Linked DNA regions of Danio rerio: region 2 is linked to region 1. Evidence: chromatin contacts called from public Hi-C data. All regions are on one chromosome and are shown on one strand. Each heading gives the region's core, a stretch centred on a gene start, on an enhancer-like site or on the middle of the called end of the contact. The rest is flanking DNA. Distances are from core to core; before and after follow the strand shown.

Region 1 (5,698 bases), core at 803-3,302:
TATTATATTATATTATATTATATTATATTATATTATATTATATTGTTGTGTTATGTTATTTTATTATTATTATATTATGTAATATTATGTTATTATATTATGTTATATTATATGATATTATATTATATTATATTATATTATATTATATTGTATTAAATTGTTGTGTTATGTTATGTTATTTTATTATTATATTATGTTATTATATTATATTATACTATGTTATATAATATTATATTGTATTATATTATATTATACTGTTGTGTTGTGTTATGTTATTTTATTATATTATTATATTATGAAATATTATGTTATTATATTATGTTATATTATGTTATATTATGATATTATATTGTATTATATTATATTGTATTATATTATATTATATTGTATTATATTATATTATATTATGATAATATATTATTATATTATATTATTTTATTATATTATATTGTATTATATTATATTATATTGTTGTGTTATGTTATGTTATTTTATTATATTATATTATCATTATATTATATTATATTATTATAGTATATTATGTTATATTATTATATTATATTATTATATCATATTATGTTATATTATTATATTATATTATATTATGTTATATTATATGATATGATATTATTTTTTATTATATTACATTATTAAATTAATATTATTATATTATCAACCTTATCTATGCTTGCAATTTCTTTGATTCACTGCGCTACAAAAATATCCCAGTCAATCTAAATTAAAATCTGATATGTTCATACAAAAAAACAAAACTATACAAAAAATTGTTCCATAGATGCCTGTGTTTACGGTGTACAGGTTTACAATACGATACAATACAATATATTTATAAAGCACATTTAAAAACAACCACGGTTGACCAAAGTGCTATACATAGGAGAACTAAAGACAGAGAAGCAGAATATTTAAAAAAAAACATTGATAACTAAAAGCAATAAACCAATGATCAAGGAGTATTTAAAGCGAGAGAAAATAGATAGGTCTTCAAAACAGACCTGAACACAGAAATGGAAGGGGAAAGTCTAATCTGAATTGGTAGACTGTTCCTGAGTTTAGGACCAGTAACAGTAAACACTCGATCACCTTGTATTTAAAGACATGCTATGGGCACGGTGAGTAAATTGAGATCATAAGATCTCAATGATCAAGAGGGTATACAGACAAAGCAAGTCAGTAAGGTACTGAGGAGCAAGATTATAGACGGCTTTGAAAACGAATAATAATATTTTAAAATCAATTCTCTATTAATGGGTAACCAGTGAAGTGCAGCTAAAACTGGAGTTACCGACTCATACCTGCGGGTGCCAGTAAGTAGTCTAGCAGCCGAATTCTTACCAGCTGCAGATGAGAGAGAAGACTGAGAGATGCCAAAACAGAGAGAGTTACAGTATTCTGAATGTGTTGTTATAAAGGCATGAAGCACCGTTTGAAAATTTCTCGCAGATATAAATGGCTTGACTTTAGACAGTTGCCTGAGGTGTACCTAATAAAGTGGCCGGTGAGTGTAACTGTAGGTTAGCTGTTTATATATAATAACTGTTAAAAGCTATTAGTTACTAGTTAGTTAGATAAAGTTGTGGATAACTGATAACCGTAATGATTCTGAATTTGATTTTAATGCAGTTATGTGATATTTACACATAATATTTATGTGATATTATGTGCACCTTTTTGTAAAGCAATAATTATTATGAAAAGCGCTATGCAAATAAACTTAAGTTGAATATAGTGTAGACTTGTGTACATTTCTGGCCTTCATGATGACATTAGCATTAAACACTGAAACCAAACAATGCCTGTCTCTCTTACCTTTCTCTCTCTTTCAGTCGTAATGTGTCAGGGGATCAGAAAGAGGAACATAAAGACGCCAAACCCCGCTCGCTCCGATTCACCTGGAGCATGAAGACCACCTCGTCCATGGAGCCCACAGAAATGATGCGCGAGATCCGCAAAGTCCTGGACGCCAACAACTGCGACTACGAGCAGCGCGAGCGATTCCTGCTGCTCTGCGTCCACGGCGACGGCCACGCCGAGAGTTTGGTCCAATGGGAGATGGAGGTGTGCAAACTGCCCCGCCTCTCGCTAAACGGCGTGCGCTTCAAGCGGATATCAGGAACATCCATCGCTTTCAAAAACATCGCATCCAAAATTGCCAACGAACTGAAGCTGTAAGGAAAAAACAAAACATAAAATGAAAATGTGAAAGCAGCAAAAATGAACTAAGGCACAAAACTAGAGTAATCAAGCTGTACATTCTTTTTCAACAAGTAGCAGATACAAGGAGCGTTTTCCTCAAACACTTACAAAGTATGTACTGAAAATATTGTATAGAATCATGCCTTAGGCAATAATTTCCTGCATCTTTGACGCATTATTAATATTGTTGTTATTGTTATTATTATTATTATTATTGTGGGATGGATTCAAACTGTAGGAAAACAAAAGACGCTTTCGTTTCTTCATTTTTATTAAGATTTTGGTTTTCGTTTATGCACTACTGCATTAGAGATGCCCTGTGGGGCCAAAAATGACTGAAAGCGTGTATTTTAACCAGACGATTAATCGCTCCAGTATCAGTCCAGCTCTATCCCAATGCCAAAACTAATCTGATTTAGGGACAGGACATTTATTTGCACATTTTCCCCAATAAAGGACCACATATTGTTACACTTCATCCCATGCTTTTTCAGTTCTCTTTTGACCCCCAGTCCTACGTCAGATTATTCCCATTTTTTGTTTTATAGATGGGATCAGCTTAATGTCAGGAACATTAAATAGATAGTTCAGCCTAACAAAATGAAAAATTGCTGTAATTTACTCGCCCTCAGGCTATCCAATATGGAGAATCCCTCAAAAATTAAATGTTTGCCTTCATTTTGTTCAAATACTGTATAAATGGAAGGTATTTGGATGAATGTCAGTATCCAAACAGATCTCATCACCCATTTATTATACCTTTAAAGACCTTGTTTAGCCTAGAACATGGCTTTGGTGATTCATACAAAAATCAAATCGTCAGAAAAATTCAATCCTCCTATCTCAGTCGCAAGAAACTGCTTATTATTTACTTTATAATTACCTTAAATCAACAACTTCTGCAAATGGTCTGTTCACAAATTGTGAAACTGCTGTAAATAATGTTCAGTTTCTTGTACAGATTATTTTATGGCTACAGAGTGCCATCAGGAAAAATTTAGTAATTTCGTTATGTCTTTGTGTTTTTTGATCCAGTAGCCAATGACTTGTATTTTACGAATCACAAAGGATCCCGATGTCAACTAATCATACTAAAGAGAAAAGGTCACCCTGAGGGCGAGTAAATTAGCAGCAACTGTTCAGTTTTTTAAGTGAGCCGTCTCTTGAAGAACGAGTTGAGATGTTTTCCTTTGTGCTCCATTGAAGTATTTAGTTTAAATCCTTGAAAAGTATTTTTTTAAGCTTCTGAGATGACGAAATGCTCTTGAAATGTCTGTGCTTTGGCTCCGGCCCTCAGGGCGCACCATACAGTCGCACATGCTGAGTCATTCTGGGACACACAGTTCACTTCAGAACTTCAACTCGCCATTTCTGGCCTTCAGTATTCACTCCCATCCCAAAACCATTGGCACTGTTGTTATTATTATTATAATTTTGATTTAATGTTTCTGTTTGCTTTTTTTTTGGAATGTAAATAATGTACCTTAGTTTTGCAGCAATGACATTGATATATGTTTTTTTTTTTTCTAAGTCTGGCTGAGAGTCGGAACCTATGGAAATTAATGTAACTCATCACAGAATAAGGTTAATCAGTGTCTCCATTAAAACAACTGAAAATCTGTGCTTTGCAGAGTGGCTTTTGTCTGTCGGGTTTCACAAGGCTCGGTTCATATTTCTTAGATATACGTGATCACAGGTCAAACATTTATATTTTATTAAGTATAAGTTCTCCGTTTTTCATACCATCACATCTTCAGGATGATATATAATATATACATAATACAAAGTTACATAATATATGCATGTGTACTTTGTATATTTATATACACACACATTCTTTTCGGCTTAGTCCCTTTATTAATCCGGGGTCGCCACAGTGGAATGAACTGCCAACTTATCCAGCATATGTTTTACTCAGCGGATGCCCTTCCAACTGCAAGCCATCTCTGGGAAACATCCATACACACTCATTCACTATGGACAATTTAGCCTACCCAATTCACCTATACCACATGTCTTTGGACTGTGGGGAAACCGGAGCACCCGGAGGAAACGCACGCGAACACAGGGAGAACATGCAAACTCCCCACAGAAATGTCAACTGACCCAGCTGAGGCTCGAACCAGCGACCTTCTTGCTGTGAAGCGACAGCACTACCTACTGCGCCACCGCGTCGCCCTATACACATACAATGCAAAAACATACAAACTATTTATCTATCTATCTATCTGTCTATCTATCTATCTATCATCTATCTGTCTGTCTGTCTGTCTATCTGTCTGTCTGTCTATATAACAGTTCTGTCTGGTTCTCGAATCTGATTAGCTGACAGCTGTGCAATATTCTGCAATAACAGCACTCATACAGCCACCTCACTCCGCCCACATAGAGTGACAGCAAATCAATAAACTCACTACAGTTTGACAAATATTGCAGCTGTTGGAAAACATAATGTGCTTATAAGGCTTTTTGAGGTGAGAATGTAGCTGTTCAGATAGCATCTATGCAGTTTTTTTTTATAAGGATAGTGCCTATTTTAAAGATTTATCATTTTAAAGGTACTGCGCATCGGCATCCGTTAGCCTGTCATACTGAGCAGAGCAAAGACTGTTGACGTTTTGCTACAAAATGGTGACAGAGACCACATATTAAGCCCTAAGAGGAGGAAAAACTCAATCTAATTTCTAACTACAGCTGATGAAATCAAACTGATAAGCAACATTCTAATTCAATCTCTCTCCCTTTTGTATGTTGTAGTGCTGTATTTATACTATAGTCTGGTAGTGTTTGCTTTGCTTTGAATTTTTGGGGGGTTAATTATTGTGATATCCTGATTGCAACAGAGAAATATTGGGAAATCTCTATAGACTGATGGCATTTCATGCTGTTCAGCATTATAATCTTAACATGTCAGCAAAATCACCTGTTTTCTCATCATTTTAGACATTACGCTAGAGCATCATTCAAATACTAGCTCTAAAGTGACGTTTGTGAAGTAGCAACAGTTTCTGCTGCTCTGATGTTCAGCTGCAGGTGTGAATAAATGGCGGAAGAAAGTAGTTCCTCATACAAAAGGACTTTTAGACTCACCGGGCTCTATTTTGACGATCTAGGCACAAAGTCCAAAGCGCAGGGTGCAAAAGCATTAACAGCATGTCAGAATCCGCTGTTGCCATTTCAACGACAGAAAACTCTGCTTTGTGCCGCAGCGCTTGGTCTTGTAGGGTTGAGCTTTTAATGAGTTATAAGTGTGTTTTGAGAATAAACCAATCAGAGTCTCATCTCCCATTCCCTTTAAGAGTCAGTTGCTTCGCGCCATAGCGCATTTGCTATTTACATGACAGACTTTGTAAGTGGAAAAACTGAGCGCTTTACTAGCAAGAATACAGCTAAACAGAGCATCTACAGGGTGAGAATGAGAGATGAGCCTCCTCATTCTTTACTTTCAATCTCTTTCGTGGATAAGATGTGTTGTACGCAC
Region 2 (5,698 bases), core at 2,084-4,583, 140 kb before region 1:
TAAATAAGAAGCAGCTATCTGCCATTCTCTCCCTCATTAGCAGAGACAGCCTTATGTGAGAAGCAGCCGTCTGCTATTCTCTCCCTCATTAGCATAGACAGCCTTGAATGAGAAGCAGCCATCTGCCATTCTCTCCCTCATTAGCATAGACAGCCCTAAGTGAGAAGCAGCCGTCCCCTTTAGAGTCTTACCTTAACAAAAAGTGCGACCTGTGGTTGGTTTGGGTCGGCCACCTCAGTGGTTTCCTCCGCCGCGGCGCAGCTCTCCATGTTCTTCAAGCTGTAATCAACAATCTCCTCCGGCTCTGGAGATCCGTCTTCAGGCAGACTGAAAGCCATGAGCAGGTCATCCTGAGCCAACGATGGCTGGTCGTCGCAAGGGTCTCCATAGTTCTCTAAAGACGACGATCTCCCAGACCCGTATCCATCTCCATCTCCATTGGACAGAGACGCCACCATCACGCCGCTGTCGGCTGTCTCTTCTCGGTCACTGGAGGCTGAAGGCTGGTCCTCTTCATCTGGAGATGTTCCTCTGGTGTCCATGTAGTCTGGCTGGATGATAGGACAAAAATCTCACATGATACAAGTCATCTCATAGCCTAATTACGATATACAATTGAAGTCAAAATTATTTATCCTCCTGTATTATTAGCCACCTATATGATTTATATATTTTTCCCCAATTTCTGTTTAAGAGAAAGTTTTTTTTTTCTGTTTTTTTTTTTTTGCAAATATTTCCCAAATGATGTTTAAAGCTGCTGTATGTAAGTTTTTGACCCTTCTAAAGCATAAAAATACTATAATTTGTTTGCAGATATTTAAGAAGCACGCTAAGTGAACATTCTTGTTTATCTGAAAAACAATGTTAAAGTCAAATAAACTGCTTTGAAAATGTGCTTTACCTGCTGGAATTTCTTTCTTTGTTTTGGTTATTTTAATACGCCCAATGTTTAACCTATTATATTTCCGCACACTGGGTTGCCTTGATGGAAAAAAGCGTATTTTATTGATTCAGTCAGGAAGGCTCTTAAAGCATGCGTCCATGACCGAAATGCGACCTACAGTGGATAGTAGCAGATTCCAAAATGAGCCGCAGATTCAGAGTTCCACATGAGGTGGTTATTGATTAGCAAATATTACGAACGTCAACCTCAGGTGATCAGGTTACACTGCATCCTTGTCCTAACAACAAGCTTCTAGACCAGATTTTAAGTGATTCTAAGCGATTTGGTTGTTTGCACCAAATGAAACACGACAGAAATTTAATTACAACCATTCAAAAGCACAGAATAGTGCACTTATTGCACACCAACGGAATGGTAAGGTTTATCATTTAATTAATACATATAAAACCTCCGGGTGCTTCGGTTTCCCCCACAGTCCAAAGACTTGTGCGGTATAGGTGAATTGAATTAACTAAATTAGCTGTAGTGTATGTGTGTGCATTTGAGAGTGTATGGGTGTTTCCCAGTAATGGGTTGCAGCTGGAATGCCATCCACTGTGTAAAACATGCTGGATAAGTTTGGCGGTTAATGCCACTGTGGGGACCCCTGATAAATAAAGGGACTAAGCCGAAAGAAAATGAAATGAAATAAGAAGTGCTCAAACTGTTGGCTTTTTTAAATCAATGCTTAAGACACACATGTATACTTTGGTGTACACTTTGAGTTGAGTTTTTCAGTACTAGACTGTTTTTTATTTTATTTTGACTTTGTGAAGCACTTTGGTCAACGATGGTTGTTTTTAAATGTGCTATAAAACATGTCTAAGAAAAATGTTGATATAATCACTTTTATGTAAATTCAATCAAATAATAGTTTATATATTGACCTGACAGCGTCTTCTTTTTTTGACATTTTAAAATATATACTCAAAAATCTGCTTATTCATATGCACTGAAAAATTATTCATTGGATTCACAATTTTTTTAATGTAAGTGGTTGCAAACTATTTATTTGGGCTGAATTTAAACAAACAAAATTGAACATTACTAAATTTAATTAGTTTGATTAGGCCCACATACACTGTGAAATCCTGAAGTTCTAAACAAAGTGAGAAATATGATCACACACTGAAAAACAAATAATGATAAAACTGTGATCTTTTTTCCAGTGTGTGATTATATTTCTGCTTTGTTTAGAACGTTGTGGTGTTTGGTTAAAAATGTAGAAATATAAAATAAATATAGGCTATAAATAATCTCCAAAAACTAGTTATTACAAGCCCAACATATTGCTAAAAATTGCAAAATGTAAACGATGTGCTTGCAAGACTGCAGCTCATGTTATTTTCACTCATGTTACTGTCTACATCTCCTTACACTGAAAGAAACATGTTAACTGGATTTAGCCTACTCATTTTTTAAGGTAACTGATTGCATACAATTTATATGGGCTGACTTTAAACAAACAAATTAAACTAAACATTAATAAATTGTATTTGTTTAAATTCATCCCATATGAAGTGTGTGCAACCAGTTACAGTAAAAAAAAATGTAAATCCAATTAACATTTTCTCAGTGTAATGGCGTGCAATATAACAGTCATAAATTAGCTATAACTATATATGTGAACAATGTATTCTGCGACCCCACGATATCAACTATAGAGCAGTGGTTCCCAAAGTGGGGGTCGGGACCCCCCAAGGGGTCGCGGGGCAATGAAGGGGGGGTCGCCTGGTGATTTCCAAAAATCGATTTATTTTTATTAAACCATAAAAATTAACATATTTTATCCATAACTATACTGAAAATAAAAATAGTCGTTTATAGTTACTATATACTATATAGTTACTATAGTAGCTTATAGTTACTAGTTCTATTGGATTGCGACCCCTGGGGTAATTACATTATATTAAAGGCAGCAATAGCGTCAGATGCATTTTGATTTTATAACATCAGGTTATACTTTCTGGCACATTTAAAGCACTGACACAAATTTAATTGGTGTGTCTGCGTCATTGCATGCAAGGTTTCTGTATTTATAACCACCTTAGAGGATATTGGGGGTCGCGAGTCACTGGCATTGTTATTTTGGGGGTCGCGGGTTGAAAAGTTTGGGAACCCCTGCTATAGAGCATAATATGAAACGATAGACTTACAATTTAATCTGCGCGATATATATTGTCATATATCACAACCCTACCGTGTATTCTGGCTGATCCAGAGTGCTGTAAATCGGCTCTTCTGGAGATTGTTGACCCGCGTCGTGATTCTCGTATTTCGGCTCCGCGTTTGTCGTTTTATCGTACGGTTTCTCGTAGATGTTTTCGGTCTTCTCTTGGACCTGTTCGTAAATGTTTTCTTGGACGTTTCCAGCCATGATGGAGCTCTTCCAGGACTTTGAGGGCGTCTAGAGAAGTCGGAAAGTCGAGCCTCGGTTCTCACCTGTTCGCCGGAAGATGACAGATCACTTATAAATGAACTTTGGTCGATGATTGGCCGTCATAAAATGTGAGCTGAAGTGACCACGCGCTATATGATCTACAATCAACTTGAGGTCAAAAAAGAAGAGCTTTATCTTTAAACTTTATCTCTTAAATGTCTATTATTTTTTTTCAGTAATGGCTACATTTATTGTTTAATATGTTAAAAAATAATTTAGCAAATATATATCGAAAACACTAAAATGTTATTTAATGCATGTACGCTATAATAATAAACTATTATTACAGTAGGCTATTTATTCGTCTTTATTTGCATCAATTAATGCTAACAAAGTCGTGCATTGTTAGTCTGAGGCGGCCTTAGTGATTTGGAGGCCCTAAGCAATTCTCTTTCTCTATAGAATTTATTTTATGTAGATTATAATTATTATTGTAAATAAACTGCATGCTAAAAAGTATCTAAATAAATACATACTGTATATAAAAGTATAATAAAATATTGAAAGTATATTTTATATAATTTAATATTTACCAGAACCTTTATCTTATAAATGTAAAATCAAATGTAATACATTTACAAATAAAACAAGTTCCAACTTACTAATTTGCAACTATTTAAACTAAACTAGTCATTTTGATACATTTTGATATTAAAGGGGGGAAAAGCTAATTTAATTAACGATCAATTCAGCTAAATGAACTCAATAATTGCTGTTTGTGAATCCAGTGTTATTTTATTTGAACAGACCCTACTACTCTTAACGGTTATATATACAGATTTTACAACATATAATAGAACATTTATAAAAAAGCTATATGATTAAATATATAGGCTTTTTGGCATTTGTCAGGGCCCCTTAATTTCTAAAAGATTTTAATAATGTATTAAATGTTGAACAATGATTGCCAAAAATATGTAAAAGGAGTGTTCATTTTTTGTTCATGTAAGTAAATACATTAACTAATGGAACCTTTTAGTAAAATTTGACCGAAATATTAACAAATATACGCACATAAGTATGCAATATATACACACAGTTGAAGTCAGAATTAAATTTAGAATTTTTTTTCTGTTTGAATTTTATTTTCTTTTTAAAATATTTCCCAAATGATGTTTAACAGAGCAAGGACATTTTCACAGTATGTCGAATAATATTTTTCTTTTGGAGAAAGTCTTATTTGTTTTATTTCAGCTAGAATAAAAGCAGTTTTTAATTTTTACGCACCATTTTAAGGACAAAATTATTAGCCCCTTTAAGCTACATTTTTTCAGTAGTCTACAGAACAAACCATCGTTATACAATAACTTGCCTAATTACCCGGACCTGCCTAGTTAACCTGATTAACCTAGTTAAGCCTTTAAACGTCACTTTAAGTTGTATAGAAGTGTCTTGAAAAATATCTAGTCACATATTATTTACTGTCATCATGGCACAAGTAAAAGATCAGTTATTAGAAATTAGTTAAAACTATTATGTTTTAAAAAGTGTTGAAAAAATCTGCTACATTAAACAGAAATTGGGGGGGAAAATAAACGGGGTCTAATAATTCTGACTTCAACTGTATAATAGTAGAATTTTATTTGAATATAATTGAATTACATTATAACAGTTGAATGTAGTTGAATTACATATAATAGTTGAATTATTATTTTTAAGATATAATTGTTTTAAATTCAACTTCAAGTTTGTTGTGCTTTGTGTGTGTGTGTGTGTGTGTGTGTGTGTGTGTGTGTGTGTGTGTGTGTGTGTGTGTGTGTGTGTGTGTGTGTGTGTGTGCGTGCGTGTATTTATTTTTGTGTGTTTATTTTATTGTTGTGGGAATTTCAAATAAAGAGACTCTTACTGATCAAGAGACAAAGTCTTACAAGGTTAATATCCAAAAATATTTTATTCTTTGCAAAAATAGGTCCATCAGTCATACAGGAACACCGGTTGCTGCAGAGTGTGACACACAGGCTAAACAGACACCATGGATTTATCTTCTTTCCCCTGCTTAAAGGTCCACTTCGTCACAGATCACAACCAGCTCTCTTTAGAGCATTCCTCCTCTAAGAATCAAGGTATTTCTTCCAGGGTTTACACTTATTGAATGCATATGTTTAAAAGCAGATGATCACCTTCTTGTTTTTGTACCTTTTGTATCTTTTCTTAGGAAGGCAATATGTGATGTTTCTAGTAAGAAAGAGAACTTTTATGTTTGAGTAAGAAAAATGAATTTTTCCATCACATGTAGTGTTAAAGACAAATTAAATATTAAAACGGTTGCTTTGTTGTTATTTTGTGTAGTAAATAGCTATTTAATTTTTTAAAAA

What was found. A called contact is a pair of places that touch in the nucleus more often than the background predicts.
Region 2: a contact with region 1 is called in a Hi-C map of an unstated tissue, with 5 times the contacts expected there. The contact joins the promoter of clic5b here to the enhancer-like site in region 1. A contact is called at or near these places in 6 of 18 Hi-C or Micro-C datasets (caudal fin, embryo, fibroblasts and 2 more) and 2 of 4 datasets of contacts at active chromatin or transcription factors (caudal fin and embryo).

Annotation. Positions count from the first base shown.
Region 1 is chr20:47,097,810-47,103,507 of GRCz12tu, reverse strand. It overlaps mark3b (MAP/microtubule affinity-regulating kinase 3b), which reads left to right. Exons shown (of 18, transcript NM_001076575.2): 18 at 1,848-2,680. The coding sequence ends at 2,193. Among named protein-coding and RNA genes, the nearest start is that of laptm4a, 7.4 kb to the right of the region's middle. Within about 2 kb of position 2,052, at least 13 of the 62 cell types and tissues checked have an H3K27ac peak or open chromatin away from gene starts, as enhancers often do.
Region 2 is chr20:47,237,588-47,243,285 of GRCz12tu, reverse strand. clic5b (chloride intracellular channel 5b) reads right to left here and starts at 3,333. Exons shown (of 7, transcript NM_212897.1): 1 at 3,144-3,333; 2 at 192-551. The coding sequence starts at 3,320.